6 separate regions of the Sus scrofa genome follow, and regions 1, 2, 3, 4 and 6 are each linked to region 5. Evidence: chromatin contacts called from public Hi-C, HiChIP or PLAC-seq and promoter capture Hi-C data. All regions are on one chromosome and are shown on one strand. The core of a region is the stretch at or near the end of the contact, and the rest is flanking DNA. Distances in the headings are between cores, read along the strand shown.

Region 1 (3,337 bases), core at 608-3,107, 240 kb after region 5:
CCTCCCCTTCCAGTCCTCCAGTGTTACCCTAAGTGTATCCTGTACTACATTAGAACTTTCCTGAAGTTCTGCCTTGTGCCCGAGATTTCACAGCCATGGAATTCAGGTGTTTAGTCAACAAATGTATATCGAACAGCACTGCTCTCCTTACATCCTACCTGTTCATAGACCAAAGTCATTGGTCCCACTGAGTTAGCGATCTGGAAAGCTATTAGGAGGAGGGACTCTGCCTTTTGGGGGACAATCATGGAATTCCACGTGCTTCCCCAGTAATTTGTTCAGGTAACAGTCACCATCCTTGGACAGAGTAGAACTCAATGAAGGCTTACTGCAGGTTGCTTTGGGTTTTGTTTTTTTCTTTTTACAGCTGCAGGTGCGGCATATGGAGATTCCCAGGCTAGGGGTCGAATTGGAGCTACAGCTGCAGGCCTACACCACAGCCCCAGTAACATGGGATCGAGTACATCTGTGACCTACAATGCAGCTCATGGCAACGCCAGATCCTTAAGCCACTGACCAAGGCCAGGGATCGAACCCAAGTCCTCATGGATACTAGTCAGGTTCATCACTGCTGAGCCACGAGAACGCTTCTTTTTTTTTTTTTAAACAGACAAAACTGCGTTATATGGAAGTTTCCAGGTTGGCAGTTGAATCCAAGCTGCATCTGAGACCTATGCCGCACACAGGATTCACTGCATCTGACTGGGGATTGAACCCATACCTGGGCAGCAACTTGAGCAGCTGCAGTGTGATGATTCTTTTTTTTTTGGTCTTTTTTTTTCCCATTTCTTGGGCCGCTCCTGCGGCATATGGAGGTTCCAGGCTAGGGGTCCAATCCAGCAACAGCAACGCGGGGATCCGAGCCGTGTCTGCAACCTACACCACAGCTCATGGAAATGCCGGATCCCTAACCCACTGAGCAAGGCCAGGGATCGAACTCACAACCTCAGGGTTCCCAGTCAGATTCGTTAACCACTGAGCCATGATGGGAACTCCTGCAGTGAGATTCTTAACCCACTGTGCCATAGCAGGAACTCCTATGAACATATTAATGTTATTATCTATATTACTTATATCTTGTGTATTGTGTTTTATAAGATTAATGCCTCTTGCATTAGCCAATGTATAACCAGGCCTCAACAAAATCGATGGCTAAATGTCGCGTGGCTGTGTGTGTGTGTGTGTGTGTGAAGTTTTATAAAGAATAAAACTTCTATTTTTTTCAGGAAAAACTGCTATATATCCTGGCTCCTGCCTCTCTGGAGCAGTTCCTCGGAGCTATCTGGGAGGTTGCAGTGCTCAGCAAAGTCCCCAACGTGCAATTTTTAGGTCCTGCGTTTTTTTTCAATGGACAAAATCTTTGCTCGCTTTCCTTACTAGCAGGACCCCTCTGAGATTTTCTTAGTTAGTAGAACTAGGTTGATAATCATCCCTTCACACAATGGTAACAAAAAATAAATAAGACGAAATGTGTGATGTGCTGGGCGTGGTACTTGAGCCCAATTCTCCTCCCTAAAAGGCCACAAGGTAGTTACACGCTATCTGCCTCGAAGGCTTCTCTGAGAAAGCCACTATAAGGCAAACCAGGGAAATCTCAGACCCGGGTTGGCCAGAGTGGCTCCGTCGCACAAATCCTTCCCTACCTCGGCTTATCGGGGGATCTTTACAGATCCCAAGTGGGGTCGCCCTTGGCGCCTCCAGACTCACGGCAGTCGCCTAACGCCGAGTCCAACTCCCTGCCCTTACGTTTCCGTTGGCTTCATTTAAACAGGCCGCTTTTGGCATCACCCAATCAGAATGCTCGATCTTCGGTCGCCGCCCAATGAGCTCGTGGAATGGGGGAAAAAGGGCGTGAAGCCCAATCGCAGCGCCATCACACTTGAGGGCAAAGAGGTTAGGAAGCCGGCATGGCGCTCCGGTCAATAAAATCGATAGCTGGAAGCTGCCTGTGTTTCAGGCAAAGGCGGTGCAGTAGCGGCGCCGCCATTTTCCCCGAAGGCATCTTCCGGTGCCTTTCACCCAAGTTCGGGCAGGAGTTTCCTGAATAACAGCGAAAGGTTTCCGTTAGCCCCGCAGGCGGCCGATTCCGGTTCCCTCCGGGCCTCCCTGGGCACGCTCCGCCCGGGTCCGGCGGGGGCTCCCAAACCTCGGGGCCAGCCAGCTCCCAGGGGCCGAGGCCGGGACGGGGACGGTCGTGGCGCCGGCTTCTCGGGCCCAATGGCGCGGCCTTCCGCTCCGCTCCCCGCGCGGGGAGCGGGAGAGGCCGGACCCGGCCGGAGAAGGGGAAGGAGGCCAAGGGCGGTGAAGTTCGCGGACGTGGCCGTGTACTTCTCCCCGGAGGAGTGGGGGTGTCTGCGGCCCGCGCAGAGGGCCCTGTACCGGGACGTGATGCGGGAGACCTACGGCCACCTGGGCTCGCTCGGTGAGGCCCGGCCCAGTCCGCTTCCGCGGGGCCGAAGGGATGGAGGAGATGGGGGGCGGGGGAAGGGCAGGGAGACCAGAGTGTCCGAGGTCCTGGCCTGCGACCAGGTTGTGTGAAGGGAGGAGGACGGGGGCTTGGCAGGAGATGCACCGGGTAGATGTATCTACCCAGCGTTGTGGACGATCTGGGCCTCTGACTGGTTCTCCTTCCCCAGGGTGCGCAGGTCCCAAACCATCCCTCATCTCCTGGTTGGAACGAAATACCGATGATTGGGAACCGGCTGCCCTGGATCCACAGGAGTGCCCAAGGGGGGTAACAGTCCAGAGAAGTGAGTGAAAGATGCCTCTGTGGAGGGTTTGCAGCCTCTAATGACTTGGTCCAGTGTTTTGGTGGCCAGGGGTACCGATGACCTATGCTGTAATGCTCCACTGACTGTGTTCATTTTCACAGCTTAGGGGTTCTTGTCTCATTGATGGTGAGTCCCTCCCTCCACCAACGATACACTTGTCAGTTTGTAAACTAACCACCTGCGGTTGTCTGTTGTGTGAGTGGATCCCTGAGCTTTTTTTTTTTTTTTTTTTTTAAAAAAAGAGCTACTGGAGTTCTCTGTTGTGGCTCAGCAAGTTAAGAACCCAACCAGTACCCCCCAAGGATTCCAGTTCGATCCCTGGCCTTGTTCAGTGGGGTTAAGGATCTGGTGTTGCTGCTAAGCCATGATGTATAGCTGGCAGATACAGTTGGGATCCGGTGTGGCTGTGGCCATGGCCTGCAGCTCCAATTGGACCCCTAGCCTGGGGACTTCCTTATGCTGCAGATGTGGCCATAAAAAAAGAGAAAGAGCTACTATCCTTCTGCCTACTTTTAGGACTCTGCCTTCTGCCTGCTTTGAACTAGGCTGTGACTAAGATACTACAC
Region 2 (3,065 bases), core at 270-2,769, 220 kb after region 5:
CTGGCGATGGCGAAGCCATCGATCAAGTCCTCCTCCTCTTCTTCCTCCTCCTCTGGCTCCTCCTCGGCCTCCCCATCGTCTGCGCCCCCCTCCTCCTCCTCCTCCTCTTCCTCCCCGCGGCTGCCCGAGCCGGCAGGCCGCTTCCGAGCTCGGGGTCGCGGGGGCCGAGGCCTGGGACGCGGCCGCCGCCGTCTCGGGCCTCCCGGCCGCTCTCCAGATGAAGCTGACGACCAGGGCCTGGCGGGCGGCGGCGGCGACGACGAGGACGAGGAACCGCGCGGGGCGGCCAATAGGGCCCGGGGCGCGTCGCCGCCGGGACCTCGGCGGCGCCGCTGCTCCCGGTCTCGGTCTCGGCGCGAGCAGCGCCGCCGCCGCCGCTCCCCCTCAGCGGCCCAGCCCGGGCCGGGAGCCGCGGCCGCTGCCGTCTCCATGGCGACCGCCCTCAGCGCCGCATCCGGAGGCGGCGGGGCCCGAAGCGGCCTGTCCGCAGGCCCGGGGTCGCACGCGCGGCGCTGGCGGCTGCACAGGGACGAGAGGGCCACGGCTTCCCCTTTAAAGCAGGATCTCCTGGCCCCGAGCTTGCCCCAAGGCCAAGGCCCGGGAAGCCGGCGCCGCCCCCGGGGCGACAAGCCTGAGGGCCCCCCCTGTGGGGCCGGCGGGGACGAGACGACGAAAACGGAGCGGCCGTTCCTTTAAGGCAAGGCCTCAAGTTGTTCAGCCCCTGTCCCCTTTAAGACGACCCGACGGTGTCCGACCGGCCTAGTTCGGTGGCCGCCCCCTGCCAGGGGTCGAGACAAGTCTCCCCGAGGAAGAGGAAGGGCCACCCCTTTAAAAGGGGCCGAAAGCTCGACCCGAAACGCAGACCTCCCCTTTAAAAGTGCCTCAAGTCCTCCGACGAAAAGAGGCCACCCCTTTAAGGAGTCCAGGGTTCTCCAAACAGCAGGCCGCCCCTTTAAGGGCTCGGGAGTTAGTTTCTAGTCCTCCACAAGCAGCCACTTCCCCTTTAAGTTGAATTTAAAGGACTTCTTGCGTGGGGGAGGAGAGGCGGTGAGAATCCCCACTCCTTCCAATTCTCCCAACAGCACAGTTCTCAATTTGTCAGCGTCTGTTCGGTGGCTTCCCCTTTAAAGGCTGGCGTTGTAGTCTGCCGAGATGAGTGGCCACCCCTTTAAGGAGATTTAAAGGGGCCTCCTCCAAGCCCAGCTCTTCCAGCCTCCGCCTCCGGTCGCCATGAAAGGCGCGAGGGGGGGGCGGGGCCGCGGGGGCCAGCCCTCCAAAGCCCCGGATGTGAGGCAACGGTGACGGGTAGAGCTTCTCTGTCTGCCGACATAAAAGTCTCTTCCTCCTTTCCTCCGTCTCTGTCTGACTTGCGCCTTAAGGGATCCGGAACGGCTGCTGGGTAGGGAGGGAGCTTCTGCGTACCCTCCTGTTGTCTCCTTTGGAGTCTGGGGCCTCCTCTCCGCCAGGACTTCCCTGCCCCTCCTCCCTCTTCCTCCTCAGCCTACGCCTCCTTCCTCTCTTTGCCTCCTCCCACTCTCCGCCCCCTTCCCCTCACCCCTCTACAGGCTTAGTCGTTGATAGGTTGAGACGTGTACGTCAAGGCGAAGGGCGGAGTCAAACTCCGGGGAGTGGGTAATATGTAGCCGCCCTCAAATCTTGGATTGGGTATACGTCAGATTAGCTCCTCCCTTCATCAAGTCTTATGACTCGACTGGTTAGAAGTACGTGCTTGGGGCGGTCCTTCAGATGACCCCGCCTCTTCCTGCTCTTCGTTCATTGGCCCGTGACCTGACGGCGTCTAGGCAAGGATCCGGATGGGGTGCGCGAGTCCTAGGGACGGTTGGCCGCTGGGCGGCGCGGGGCCGAGGCAGGTCCTTGTCTGCCGCGCGCTACGTCTTCTCTCCCTTTCCGCCGTTTGGCTTAGTCCACCGGCCGCTTGGCTTTTCGCGCACGCGCGTGGTGGTACCTCCGTCGGGTAGCTGCTCAGCGGGATCTCCCGCGGTGCGGGATGGCTAGAGCTTGCGGCGTGTTTTGAGAGCTCTAGTCGCGCGGCAAGCAAACCGCATCCCGTTATGGGTCGGTGCAGTGAGAGAGTGCTTGCCTATGGTCTCCGCGTTCTAGCAAGAAACACCTTGTCCTGTGTGCCGGGCACTTTCTCTCATATTAACTCGTTTGACAGTACGAAGTCTCTTAGGAAGATACTCCTATCAGCCCCATTTTACAGAAGGAGCAGGGAATTGATGCAGGTTTAATTTCCCAGCCAGGGTTTGGACTCAAGTTTAGCTCCAGTCAGTGCTCTTGACCACTGCTGTATTTTGCCTCTAAGTTATGAAAGATGTACAGTGCCACTTACGTCCGCTGGTTGTTTAGGTTACCCTTTTAAGGTGGACATAGCACTGGAACAGTCAACTTGCTTGCTTATATATTAAATGGGTATGACTCTCACAAGGCTTTGTGTAGGTCAGGTAACTGGGACAGGTTGTTGTAGGTGCTTAATTATAGCTGAGTACTCAGCTCTTGAATCCAGCAGGAGGATCCTGGCCTGTGTGTTAGGAGGAACTCAGGGCCATGGTGATCAAGGCCTTCGTCCACTCTGGGTCTTTACATCTGTCCTCTGCGACGTAAGTGAGTTGAGAGAACCCTGACCAGGTATAGAATCATAGTATCTTCTGGAGGAAATTCAGACGTATCCATATGGGAAAATTCTTTTTTTTCCTTTTTAGGGTTGCAGCTGCAGCATATGGAGGTTCCCAGGTTAGGGCTTGAATCAGAGCTTAGCTGCTGGCCTACACCACAGCCACAGCAATGCCAGATCTGAGCCACATCTGTCACCTACACCACAGCTTGCAGCAACACTGGACCCTTAACCTGCTGAGCAAGGCCAGGGATCATCAAACACTTATCCTCATGGATACTAGTTGGGTTCTTAACCCAGAGCCACAATGGGAACTCCATCACATGGGAAGATTTTTTTTTTTTTTTTTTGGTCTTTTGTCCTTTTAGGGTCACACCCAGGGCATATGGAGGTTCCCAGGCTAGGGGTCTAATCAGAGCTATTGCTGCCA
Region 3 (3,125 bases), core at 509-3,008, 200 kb before region 5:
AACTCTGCTGTCCGTAGGGCTGGTTGCTCTGCTGGGAATAGCCCTGCCCAGGCTGGGTGGGGTAGGCCCCGTAGCTGGAGAAGAAAAGGCAACAACGGTGCTCTCAGGAAAAGACACCTTAGCCACCCTTGCCCCCTACAAACTCTGGAAACCCAGAAATGACACTCACCTTTGGGTTGCTTGTTGGGTATAGTCTGCAAAACAGAAAAATACAATCATATTAACATTACCTTCAGCCACCCCTAAGAGAACAAACTAGAGGTAAAGGCCTCAACTCAAGCCCCAGAGCCCCTAGATGTGAAAATTGACAAGGCAGAAATCCCCTCCTGAAACCCTAGTTGAGAGGGGCAAGACGGCAGACCAAAGTCAAGTTTTCTCACAATAAAGACACACCAAAAAAGCGAATTTCTACCGAGACCAAGAGGCCTTAAGTACTGGAAAAAGCAAGAGTCCTGGTGGACAACTACCATTTTTCTGCAACTTCAACTGATATCCGGAACTGCACAAACTGACTCACATGTTTTCACACCCACTCTATGAGGAAGGTATCCCCAAGAGTCCAACTGAAGCCACACAGCTGCTTGAGCAGAACAGGCTTTATTGCAAGCCAGAAGCAAAAACGTTCCGATTGTAGCCTGCACTTTCTCAACCCAAAGAAAGTCTCAAGATCTGGAGAGAGGCCACCCTCCATCCAATCTTGGAGACAGGAACAGGGGGCTTTTAGTGCAGAGCCAGCTCACCAAGAAGGGAGAATTCTTTGACCCCAAACGACAGAGATCGCCATCAAAGAGCGGTCGCCTCGAGAGGCAAGCCGACTGGTACTCAGGTCCTCAGCCCTACGGCTCCCAACGAGTTCCTATCTCCCCTGCCTGCCTCGGGGCTGCGGGGAGACTTGGCGAATCCAAGGTAACGAAAACGCCACAAGGAAGACAGCACAAGCCTGATCAACTCATCTCGATACAGGAAACAGCTTTCCCCGCAGGAAACGGCAAAAGGATCGGGAGAGGGTGTGGCCTAAGGCGGCCGTTCCTTTCAGTTCCTACCTCCCAAGGAGGAAAATTTAGGCGGGAAAAGCCTCACCCGGTCCCCAAGTCCGTTGGACCACCCCCTAGCCCCCCACCCCTAGCCGTTAAACGGGCGCGCGGTCCCGATCCAAAGCCTCCGCCCCCAGCCGCGTGGCACGCGAGGCGGGAACGAGGAGGTCCCGCCCCTTCCCGAGGGACCCCGGGAGCGAGGCCCACACCGGACGAGCGCCGCGGAGCTGCCGGTGGAGGGTCTCGCGACAAAAAGCAGGGCCGACACGAGGCGGGAGGGGGGTTCGCGCCGCCAGAAAAGGGGGGAGGGGCCAGTAGAGCGCGTGCGCGCACCGAGTGCCCGGATGCAGCACTGCGACAAAGCGGGCCCGAGCGCGGGGCTGGAGACGCGGAGGAGAGAAGGCTACGGGGACCAAGCATTTCCATCCGCGTCTCACGTCCCCAGTCACCAAGAAGAGTTCCTCCCAACCCTCACCTAAAGGAAAGGGGCTGCAAAGGGAAGACCTCCCGCCCTGCGCGAGGCGCCAGCGGAGCGAAACAAAATGGCGACATCGGCCTCCCCCTTCCACCCCTCTCCGCTGCTTCCCGCCAGTGGTGCGGAGAAGATCCTACATGCGATCGCTGCCCGGGCCCCACCGAGAAACAAAAGCCCAACTGGGAGCTTACGAGCTCCAGGGCTGGCGCGCCACCGCCGCCTCGCGCACTTACATACCGTTTGAGGCCATGTCCGCGCACGCGCGCACAGGCCGGCAAGCAACAGAATTCCAACACCGCTGAGCACCGACGCCTCGAGGACTGAGCAGCCCCGCCTCCTGCGTCGAGGTTTATGTACGCCTCCCCCGCCTACGTATCCTGGGGGAATGCACCAAATGCGGAAAGGAAAAGGGGAAGCATGGCCGGACTCCTGCCGCCCTTCAGGGAATATATAGGGTCCTAGCCGGCAGAACATAATTGTTATTCACTAAGAACCATGCAAATAATATATATAGCCTTATTTTTTCTGAGAAATAATTTATATTTTCTCTGAAGGACGAGCCAAAGATTCACTTCCACCCCTATAAGATCATAATGGTACAGTCCGATTACCCTCTGGGGGCGGGGCGAGGGGCCTAGGGCGTCTGCGGGCGGAACTGTAGTCAAAGCCGGGAGTCGTGGGGCGGGAACCGAAATTCCTCAGGCTGGCCCCTTTCGCTGGGCCTCACTTTCACTCCGGATAGCGAGCTTCTCCGCTCCACTGCCCTTCCACTGCATCAGATGCATCCTCCCTCCCGCGCCAGCCTCCCTCTCTTGGTTCTAACGTCCCTCCCCCGACCACACACACTACCTTTCTTCGTCTTGGTTTTCACTCATCGTCTTTCAGGGTTGTCCTTACCAGGGCTTGTGGATTGTGACGTTTGACGTGAAAGCAAGCATGGAGTTTAGCTCGGACCCCTGGGTCCTGTTTTGATTAAGCATTTATGGCCCACCTACAACCTCAAAGCTTGGCTTCTGACTCGCTGTTGGACAGAAAAGCCCAAACAATCCGGAGATTGAGATTATATCAGGGTTCTCCCAGCCTTTTGCTGATAAAGGGCTGGGAGTATTTTCCTGAAACCCTACGGAGGAATCAATGTGCAGATCCAACAATAATTGATATTTGTATAGGGCTGAAGTGGCTTCAGAATGCACAATTAGAGAGTTCTCTCAGGGCACAGTGGGTTAAAGATCTGGCGTTGTCACTACTGTGGCTCAGGTGGCTGCTGTGGCAAGGGTTCACTCCCTGGCCCCAGAACTTCTGCATGCAGTGGGCGCGGCCAAAAAAAAAAAAGCCCAATTAATTGCTTTTCCATCACAATCTTACGAAGAAAGATAGCAAGGCTATCTTTTATACACCAAAAAAATGAGACTCAGGCCAAATGCAATCTATGATTATGGAACAGCCAAATGTAAGGGGTCTAATTCGAATCCAGGTCTGTGTGGCTGCAAAATACTCCTTTTGTTAGTTATACAGACATTTTGAAGTGTTCTGAAGCTTGTTCACTCCTTATGAGAAAAAGGACAAAACATGAAATTCAAATTAACTTGCAACTTGCACTCTCATCAGCCTTGCCT
Region 4 (3,310 bases), core at 319-2,818, 130 kb after region 5:
CAGCCTACATCACAGTCACAGCAATGCCAGAGCTGAGCCGCGTCTGCGACCTACACCACAGCTCATGGCAATTCCGGATCCTTAACCCACTGAGCGAGGCCAGGGATCGAACCATCGTCCTCATGGATACTAGTCAGATTTGTTTCTGCTGAGCCAGGATGGGAACTCCAAAATTTAAATTTTTTATCTTGGCCCAAGGCTCTACACAATCCAACCTCTATTTACCTCTCCAACTTAATTTCCTCCCCCTTTTTCCACTCACACCATATTCTAGCCACTATGATCTTCTATCTGTGTTGTGAATAGGCCCTTTTCTTGCCATTCCCTCTGTCTGGAATATATCCTGCCTCAGTTCATGATTTGTTCATTCTCATGCTCTAAGTCTCAGCTCCATTAATTACTCTTGTTCCATCACCCTCTTCATTTTCTCCCTAGCACTGACACTGAACTTTAACTTGTTTTCCTGTTTACTGTCTTTCTCTACCGCTAGAATAGAAACTCCAGGAGAACAGAAACCTTGTAAGATAGATCTTACATCTCCAGTGCCTAGCACAGTGCACCCAGCACATTGTATGTGCCTAGAAAACCCTCATGTATAAATGTATCTGCCACTGCCTCTACAAGTGGGGCTTTCCTTCTATTTGTTGTGTGCTGAACTCCTGTTCATCCTTCAAGACCCAAATATCACCCCTTCTGGGAAGCTGTGGTTTTCTGAGACCCCGCAGCACTTTCTACATAGCCTGATACTTTTTCATATATCTTTTAGTCACTTCACTTGGAGTACCTCCAGAGCATAAACATCTGTTCCATGCTCCCTGTGTTCACCTTTGTGCCTGGCACAGGAGGTGCCTGAATTGTTCGTCGAATACATAAATGAATGAATTTGTGGAAAAATGGGGATTAACCCAGAACAAATGAGTCTAGTCACTAAACGTTCCTCTGCTCCCCACTAACCCTTCCCATTTAGAACTCTCAGCCCTCAGAGGGAACTGTGTATCCTGGCTAGGACCTGACCTCTCAAGACCTCCATTTCACTGGGCGCGGCCTCACCTGCCAATGACGTCCTTAGGGTCGTACTTCTGGTAAAACTCCTTGGCCGCAGCCCAGTCGGGCAGCTCATCCTCTGGTCCCACGTCCAGCGTCATTCTGAAGGAGGGGGGCGCCTGTGTGGAGGAAACGGAGGGCAGTGAGGCCCACAGGCTCTGAGAGGACGCACATCGCGGCTCACGGGGGCGCAGCCCTTGCGGCTGGGGAGCCAGGATCCTGAGGGATGGGGGACGGGGTGGGGGAAGGATCGGGACTGGGGAGACCCCACGAAAGGGCCTTTAGGGGTCGGGACAGGGTGGCAAGGCAAGGAGGGGGCAGGGGGGGAAGGGAAAAGGTGCGGTGGAAGGGGGGAAGGGGCACTCGGGCCGGTGGCTGTTGCTGCGCAGGCGCACTTGGGCAGGCGCCGGGACGGGGCGCGGGGTCTCGCGGGGACATACCCGCCGGGCGGGGAGAAGAGCAAGAGTAGAGTCAAAGCAGCTCAGTCGCGGGGTTCTGCTCTAGTCCCTTACCCGAGACGGTACCGGCAAAAACCTCAGGCCCCGCCCCCATCCTGTCCACCAATGGCCAGCGCCACCTGAAAACTGAAGTTCAAAGACCCCTCCGATTGAAAGCTGATAGTCCAATAAGAAGCCGAGAATCTCTGGGCTGGCGCGGGAGTGGAAGCTTGGAGTTACCAATGGTTGCGACGCTAGGGCGGGGCTTCAGATACGACCCATCAGCATACGGCATCCGCGAGGTCAGCAGGGGAGGAGCTTGTTGACCTGCGGAGCTGGGGCCTTGGAGCGGGACCCGGAAGTTAGGTTTACCGGGAAGTGTAACCTCCGCGTACCCGGGACGCGGGGCTTAATGCGCCTCTGACTCTCGTTTTTGGGCATGGCACTTTCAGTCTCCCAGAATCTCTATGTGAATTCGACTTTTAAAAACATTAGCAGCTGATCCAAAGCTCTTACCTTGAGAGGCAGCCTCCAGCCTTTAAAACGCTCGGGGCTCGCAGCTTGCAGCTCAACTTGGCCACTTTGGTTCGAACTTGAATGAGCTGTGGCCAGTCAGCCACTAGAGACTCTCTCGTCTTGTGGCTGCTCCAAACCTTGGATACCTCCAAAGCCATAGTGCCCACACCTGGGGTTATACATCTTCCCAGTCTTCCGCCACCCGCTCCCAAAAGCCTTGGATGGTGTCACACTCTGCTCTAAGCCTACCAAGTTGTGAGATTCTTGCAGGAGCGACTGACTTCATAGATATTAGTGCATAGCTCAACCCTGACATTCATTTACTCATTCAACAAATATTTGTTGAGCGTCTCAGCGTTAGATTAACAGCAATGAAAGAAAGAAAGAAAGAAAGAAAAAAAAAAAGTCCTTACCCTTGTGGAAGTTATGTTCCTGAGAAAGAGGCAGAGAATGAATTCTTTTAACCTAACAACTATCTTAGAAATGTCACTTTGGGATCACAAACGTGGAAGAAGTTAAAAAATGAATACAAGTAACTTTTTAAGAGTATTTTGACCTTACACCATATTTGGTAGACCGGCTTGGTAGTATAATGGAATAATTATTTTGAAACTGAACAAATGAATAAACATATTGATGTATTTGGCAGTCAGGGTTCTTACTGTAGGAATATAGAATTTGGAATGGGGAACAGAAAGGACCTTATGACTGATTGAAATTGGAGGCATAATTTTAGGAATAATTTTTAAAATAGATAAAATTAGGTATTTTCTAGCTCTCACCTCTAAAAGGGCCTAGCAGCAAAAACATCCCCATTAGAGTGAGCACAGCTAGTGTCTAGATGCTGATTTCAAAGTAACCTTCCTCAAAAGAAACCAGAGCTCCTTGGGAGACTCAGCCTAATTCCCAGGCTGGAGACTTTCTCTGTACTTTCTTGTACAAGATGAACCTGGAATAATTTGTGCCAGAAAGTGAAGAAAGATGGGGACTTAGACACAAGAACCAGGTTGAAATCAGGGACAAAAAGAATGATGAGACTGAGAGGGTCATGAGTGAACCTTCTGATGTGCTAGAAATGTTCCATTCACCTAGGAGGTGATTACACAGGTGTGTTCATGTAACATTCACCAGTCAGCACACCTAAGATCTGTGTACTTTACTGTAGATAAATTATACTTCAACAAAACAGTTTAAGAAAGCTAATGGCAGCAATGAATATAACAAAATGAATTTTAAAACTCTGAGACCAAAGACAAACAAAAACTCTGAGACCACGCTGACACTAAAATTGTAAATAAATAAATGGAGAAAAA
Region 5 (3,123 bases), core at 505-3,004:
CCTAGTCTCTCCCGTCGCCTCATTCTACCACCTTGGACACCGCGCCCGCTTGCAATATCGAACACCCCCCCCCTCCCAGTGACGTAGAGCCTGATGGGAGTTGCAGTTTTCCCGGCTCCCCTCTGTTATCTTCGGTGGAGACAATGGAAGGGGAAAGGGGCAGGGACTATCAGCAAAGATGGAGGCCGAAGCAAAGTGTAGATGGCGACCTGGGGCTTGTAGTCCACGCCCCAAGGCTACTCCCTGAGAAAACGGGGGAAAGGACTACAATCAAGATGGAAGCCCATCGCTCTCTGTGCCCATGCCTGCTGGGGGACGTAGTCCCTTAGCTTTACAGAGACAGAACGTGGGCTGCTGAAATTTGCATCACCGCGGACACGCCAAATTGAGAGCCGACGGAAACGGAGAGTCTCTTTTCCTCCTCTTCCTACTCTCCCCACCACCCCCTTTCGAATGGCCTGTCGGGAAATGTAGTCTGGTGCCTTCACTCGCTATTAGGGAGGGTAATTTATGTCACCAGTGGGGATCAATGCGAGTGAGGGAGAAAGACGTCCTGGCGATCCAGGAATATATAATATCCGCCTCCCCGTATGGTGAGGACTTCATCTTTCAGGGGAAGCTCTTAAAGGAAAGCAACAGTAATAAGTATTGTCGCGACCAGAGAGGCGTGGTTCTTTTCCAAAGTACCGTCACGCTGTTGTCCCCTGGAAAGCTTCCGCGCCTCACACCCGATGCTTGTTCCCTCAAACCTCAGAGAATCGGCATCTTCCAAGTCGTGAGAGCTCCAGGGAAAGGGCTCTGGAGTCGTACAAAATCCCCGCCCCTCCTTGGGAAGTCACCAAACCTCTATTTTTCTCATCTGAAAAGTGGGGATAATGATACCTACCTCAAAGTGGAGTTAGAAGTGTTAAGACAATGTTCACGAAAAGGCCGGGCTCAGGGCCTGGTACGGGGCATGTGTTGGCAATTCCCTTTTCGAGGTCCCTTCCAGCCCAGCTGTTCTGGGATCCCAGGAATTCATCATACCCGAAGGAGTTAGCGCCTGTGAGAAGACAACTGTGGCAGGCTGTCTACCCCATCTTGAGCCGCACCCCCTCCTCCCAGGCCCCTCCTCATCTGGGTCCTCCTGTGTCCACTACCGAGTACTGCTCCCAGGGGGCGCCCATTCTCCATTTGACTGAGGTCCTGCGAACTGTCCAGATTCCCCAACCTGAAGTTGTGGGCGCTCAAATTGCCCAGGCCCATCTCCAGCCAGTCTTGGAGCCCCTGCCCACCTTTCGCCCCTACCCGCGCCCAGAACACCTCAGCCACCCAAGCAGGTGGGACCGCTTCCTACCTCTGTGCTTTCTTACCTGCCTTCTTAATCTTCCTCCTCTGCCTGGAAAATTACTCACTTTGACCCCAAGGCAGACAGACTGCGGTGCTCTGCCCTCTCTTCTGTGTCGGAAAGTAGAGGGTTAGAGGGCCTGGCGGAAGACTTGGTGGGTGTGGTTTTACTGTCAAGGAAGTTAACGCTGACCAGTGTGACTTGAAGTCCTAAATTTGCTGGGACCTGCCTCAGGCTGAACTGAGGCTCCCTCTAGCTCACACTTTATCAGTTAGGAAATCTTGGCTCCCAGGAGATTGTCTCCTTTACATCCTCACTGCTTTCTTTTTGGCTTGCATGATTGCCTCAGGGATCTCTCTGGGGCTGTTCCCTCTGCCTGTTAGGCCCTTCCCCTCCACCTGGCCCGCTGCTGCACCCCATTAGCTATTCATCCTTCTGGTCTCTGTTTAAATACAACAGTCTCAGTAAAACCTTCTTGAGCATAATTCCCATCTGAGATTCATTTGACTCTTCGCCTAGATTATAAACTTTATGAAGAGTCCATCTCAGAGTTCCCATGGTGGCTCAGAGATAACACACTGTACTAGTATCCACGAGGACGCAGGTTCAATCCTTAGCCTCACTCGGTGGGTTAAGGATCCTATGTTGCCATGAGCTGTGGTATAGGTCGCAGCCGCGGCTAGGGTCCCAAGTTGCTGTGGCTGTAGTGTAGGTCAGCAGCTGTAGCTCCGATTTGACCCCTAGCCTGGGAACTTCCATATGCCACGGGTGTGGCTGTAAAAAGAAAAAAAAAAAAAATCCATCTCATACATTACATGCTTTTAGCACATCATTTGATCCTCATAAGACCCCTATGAGCGAGAATCCCATGTCATAGATGAGGAAACTGGGAATGGATGAGTTGTACATAGAGAGAGCTAAGATTCAAAATCCAAGATTTCATAGCCCATCCTCAGAACAACTGCAGCATCCACAAACTGATCAAATCCAGCCCATGCTTGTGTTAAGTTTGGCATAGCAACAACACATTTCAGCTTTCACTTGGAATCTTGAAATCTAGCAACAGTGAGTCTGCCTTCCTTGAGCAAGAAATAGCTGAAGCTGAACAGTGGCTGCCTCTTATGGATAAGACATGTACTCACCAGATCAACACAACTCCCATCCAGCTTGCTTCAGTCCGAACATAAGCACTATTGGCCCCACTTATTAGCTAAGACGTGAAAAGAAGCCTGTTGAGGAGCTCCCATAGTGGCGCAGTGGAAACGAATCCCACTAGGAACCATGAGGCTGTGGATTCAATCCCTGGCCTTGCTCAGTGGGTTAAGGATCTGGCATTGCTGTGAGCTGTGGTGTAGGTCGCTGGCGTGGCTTGGATCTGCTGTGGCTGTGGCTGTAGCTGTGACGTAGGCCAGCAGCTGTAGTTCTGATTAGACCCCTAGCCTGGGAACCTCCATGTGCCAAGGGTTCGGCCCTAAAAAGCAAAAAAAAAAAAAAAAAGAAGAAGAAGAAGACTCTTGAAAGTCAAGACCATTTCTTACACTGTTTAGAGCTCCTCAGTGCCAGGTGCTGTGCCTGTGCCCACAACCGGGTGGGTGGGGAGATGGCAGAGTGAAACTGCATACAGAGATGGGGGAAAATGTTTACTTTTCACTTATAACCTGCTCTCCAGGTTCACATTTTTGCCATAAGCAGATATTTATGTATACTTAAAACAGGGGTTGAAAATACTATAATCCAGCTATGTTGACATTAAAATGTAAAGACTGAGTTCTTGTCGTGGCACAGCAGAAAAGAAT
Region 6 (2,976 bases), core at 448-2,947, 180 kb after region 5:
TTTACACTAACTTTTTTGAGACTCGTAGATATACCCAAGTCAATTCAAAGACTGAAAAGGATTACAGTAGTAGAAATAGATCATATTCAAAAAATAAAAGCAAATAATGTTTTGTGAAAAGAATTCCCTAGGACATGAGATTCTGGCTGAAGTAAGGAAATGAAGCCTCCCAAAAAGTTTAAAAAGTTTAAAGGTAAAAGGCTCCAACCACTGAATGAAGAGCAAATTAACAAAGCCAAACAAGTTATCACATCCAGAAGCTCAAAAGGTACTGGCAGCCTGGCAGCCTGCTCTCCTTTCCAGTAAGGGCTGAACATAGGAGAATCCAACCTTTCTCAAGGCAGGGCCCTGGGCCTCCTATGCTGCGCCAGGAGACACTTCCCCAAACACAAGAACTACAACAGGAGACCTTAGAGGAGCAGTCAGGAGGGGAGAAAGGCCGAACAGCAAAGACCCATGCCCCGGAAATAGGCAGGGTAAACCCACACAAGGCCCGGAAGTGTTTCCCCAGTGTTTAAGGAAGCTCCTTAACCACACTGCAGCCTTTGATTCACTCCCTCTTCCACAACTGATTCACTGGACTCAAGCTAACCAGGATCCAAGAAGCCCGAACTCTTGACCCCAGGCTTCATCACCATCTCCTAAGCCGTCCCAACAGCCTGACCCGGCGTGACCCCTGACCTCTGCCCCAAGTTGCCACTAGCCCTAAGATGGCCCCGCCCCCTCCAGACTCCCACCGCACCCAACGTGCGCGACAGACTGGGGGAGGGGCCCGCGCGTGCGCGCCTGGAGGCGGAGAGAGCCGGCTGTGCTCACCGCCCCGGGGCTCCCGCCAGAACCCAAACCCACGCACACAAGGGTCGCAGGGCTGGGAAGCCTCTCGTCCCTGCCCGTCAGGGAGCCCCCCACCACCAGACCGAGAGAGCTTAAGATAAGGAAGGGTTCGTGCCGCCAGATCTTGGCTCCGGACTGGATATGGTGGGCGCGCGCCCCAACTACTCGTCCCACGCCCCCCTTCCTCTTCTCGCGCGCCCCTGAGGTGGGGGGCTGGGGTTGGTGGGCGGGCAGGAGCGCACCTGGGTCCGTCCTCTCAGGGCTCGCTCGCTCGCTCAGGCACGCGTGCGCAGACGGGCGGAAGGGGAGAGAAGACGCGCCCCAGCCCAGTGCCGGCCGGTCTGGCCCCCCTCAGCCTGTCTCTATGGGCGCGCGCCGACAGCCTCGCGCACCGGCCCCGGGGCCCCGGCCGAAGGTGCGCGCGCAGCACCCCGGGAAGGTGGGAGGGGAGGCGGTGGCGGAAAGATGCGCGCGCAGTCAGCCGTCAGGGGAGGGGGAACTGTGGAGCGTCCGCCATCTTGTCTCCCTCTCCTTACCTGCGTCCTCGGGGGCGTGCGCACCACCCCCCCCTCCCGCCGAGGAGGGGGAGGGCCCCCTCTTTGCCGCCTCCTTCGCGGCCTTTAAATCCCCCTGAGGCCCGCGGCTACTGCCACCGCCTTGCTTCCACTGCTTCCTCTCACGGCACAGAGATGCGGGAGGTGGGTGGGGAAAATGGGAGACGCTACTCGCAGCGAACCGCCGCCGCCGCTTCCGAGGCCTCACCAAAATGGCCGCCGCCGTCTCGGCCGCCACCACCAACACCACCGCCACCACCACAGCTCACTATCGCTACCGCCGGCGCGGCCCGTCCTCTCGCGAGACAGTAACTGGAGGTTGGGAGAGCAGGGAGCCTCGCGTGCTAACGTAGGGCGCTACCCGAAGCGCAAGGCAGGCTGGGAAATGTAGTCCGCCCGGAGGCTCCGCGCCTTTCCCGCAGCAGAGCTCTTTACCCTCCACCGGCTAACCTGCCACTGGGGCTGCATTGCAGCTGCCCACTGGGACGTGGCCACCGTACCTTCTTTTATAGATCACCCAGAGAGCTGAAGGAATTTCTCAGGTACTTTCAGCAAGTTAGCAGTGGAGCCTGGATCTCTGGATTCCCGTTGCAGTCCACTCGTATAGAGCCAATGCATTTGACACATGGGTGGTATTGTTGATAGCTCCTAAGCATTTATGCATCAGGTCGCCAACTTTCTGAGTTAAGAACCCCTTAAATTTGTTGTGTTTTGGGGGTTTTTTTGGTAATGGTTGGGTTGGCTGCACGCCGGGCATGCGGAAGTTCCCTGGCCAGGGATCAAATCCGTGCCAAAGTGGGGACCAGAGCCCCATCAGTGACCACCGGAGATCCTCAACCCGCTGCGCCACCAGGGAACTCATTTGAGAATCTGATACCCTCACCCTGGAATAGAATAATAATAATAACGTACCTTTTACTGAGGGCACCTTGTGCACGATCTCAATCCCAACAATGCTCCATTTATAAATGATTTGAGGCTCATAGAGTAATAGAGCTCAAAGCCAAGATTCATAGCCAAGCAGTCTAAGTCACAAGGTTACAAGCACTGTCACAAAATCTACCTCATGAGGGCCGACCACCCAGGAGCCAGGTTAGGAGGCCATAATAAAGCTTTCATTCAGCTCTTCACCTGCTCAGTTTAGATCTCCATTCTACTCTAAGAGTTGATGATTCTCTCTGACCTTGACTTGAAGTTCTGTTTTTCTTTTTCTTTTTTTTTTAAACTTTCTCTTTTTTTAATATTTTTTTTATTTTATTTTTTTAATTTTTTTTGTCTTTTTGGCATTTCTTGGGCCGCTCCCATGGCATATGGAGGTTCCCGGGCAAGGGGTCGAATCAGAGCTGTAGCCGCCAGACTACGCCAGAGCCATAGCAACGCAGGATCCGATTCGCGTCTGCGACCTACACCACAGCTCACCGCAACGCCGGAACCTTGACCCCACTGAGCAAGGGCAGGGATCAAACCCGCAACCTCATAGTTCCTAGTCGGATTTGTTAACCACTGCGCCACGACGGGAACTCCGAAGTTCTGTTTTTCTTACAGCAAATACCAGTGGTTGAAAACTCAAACCTAGAAGGACCAAGAA

Evidence for each region. Promoter capture Hi-C pulls out the DNA fragments that hold promoters and counts their contacts. A called contact is a pair of places that touch in the nucleus more often than the background predicts. HiChIP or PLAC-seq counts read pairs in DNA pulled down with a chosen protein or histone mark.
Region 1: a Hi-C map of liver shows a contact between it and region 5, with 4 times the contacts expected there. The contact joins the promoter of ZNF689 here to the promoter of FBXL19 in region 5. A contact is called at or near these places in 1 of 5 promoter capture datasets (liver), 3 of 47 Hi-C or Micro-C datasets (heart right ventricle, liver and skeletal muscle) and 1 of 2 datasets of contacts at active chromatin or transcription factors (alveolar macrophages).
Region 2: a contact with region 5 is called in a promoter capture Hi-C map of liver, with 4 times the contacts expected there. The contact joins the promoter of FBRS here to the promoter of FBXL19 in region 5. A contact is called at or near these places in 2 of 5 promoter capture datasets (fetal liver and liver), 4 of 47 Hi-C or Micro-C datasets (heart right ventricle, liver, retroperitoneal adipose tissue and 1 more) and 2 of 2 datasets of contacts at active chromatin or transcription factors (alveolar macrophages and skeletal muscle).
Region 3: a Hi-C map of skeletal muscle shows a contact between it and region 5, with 4 times the contacts expected there. The contact joins the promoter of FUS here to the promoter of FBXL19 in region 5. A contact is called at or near these places in 2 of 47 Hi-C or Micro-C datasets (liver and skeletal muscle).
Region 4: a contact with region 5 is called in a promoter capture Hi-C map of liver, with 4 times the contacts expected there. The contact joins the promoter of PHKG2 here to the promoter of FBXL19 in region 5. A contact is called at or near these places in 1 of 5 promoter capture datasets (liver), 1 of 47 Hi-C or Micro-C datasets (embryonic fibroblasts) and 1 of 2 datasets of contacts at active chromatin or transcription factors (alveolar macrophages).
Region 6: an H3K27ac HiChIP or PLAC-seq map of alveolar macrophages shows a contact between it and region 5. The contact joins the promoter of SRCAP here to the promoter of FBXL19 in region 5. A contact is called at or near these places in 3 of 47 Hi-C or Micro-C datasets (alveolar macrophages, embryonic fibroblasts and liver) and 2 of 2 datasets of contacts at active chromatin or transcription factors (alveolar macrophages and skeletal muscle).

Annotation. Positions count from the first base shown.
Region 1 is chr3:17,764,883-17,768,219 of Sscrofa11.1, forward strand. ZNF689 (zinc finger protein 689) reads left to right here and starts at 1,858. Exons shown (of 3, transcript XM_021086420.1): 1 at 1,858-2,422; 2 at 2,637-2,750. The coding sequence starts at 2,218. It overlaps LOC110259905 (a long non-coding RNA gene), which reads left to right. Exons shown (of 2, transcript XR_002342364.1): 2 at 1,227-1,473. It overlaps LOC110259906 (a long non-coding RNA gene), which reads right to left. Exons shown (of 4, transcript XR_002342366.1): 4 at 1-2,040.
Region 2 is chr3:17,742,292-17,745,356 of Sscrofa11.1, forward strand. It overlaps FBRS (probable fibrosin-1), which reads right to left and starts at 1,520. Exons shown (of 18, transcript XM_021086415.1): 1 at 1-1,520. The coding sequence starts at 431.
Region 3 is chr3:17,324,807-17,327,931 of Sscrofa11.1, forward strand. It overlaps FUS (FUS RNA binding protein), which reads right to left and starts at 1,759. Exons shown (of 15, transcript NM_001287420.1): 1 at 1,747-1,759; 2 at 170-194; 3 at 1-74. The coding sequence starts at 1,759.
Region 4 is chr3:17,655,073-17,658,382 of Sscrofa11.1, forward strand. PHKG2 (phosphorylase kinase catalytic subunit gamma 2) reads right to left here and starts at 1,569. Exons shown (of 10, transcript NM_001166317.2): 1 at 1,485-1,569; 2 at 1,051-1,163. The coding sequence starts at 1,145.
Region 5 is chr3:17,520,005-17,523,127 of Sscrofa11.1, forward strand. FBXL19 (F-box/LRR-repeat protein 19) reads right to left here and starts at 1,755. Exons shown (of 12, transcript XM_013987711.2): 1 at 1,353-1,755; 2 at 887-1,042.
Region 6 is chr3:17,701,165-17,704,140 of Sscrofa11.1, forward strand. SRCAP (helicase SRCAP) reads right to left here and starts at 1,698. Exons shown (of 34, transcript XM_005653006.3): 1 at 1,371-1,698.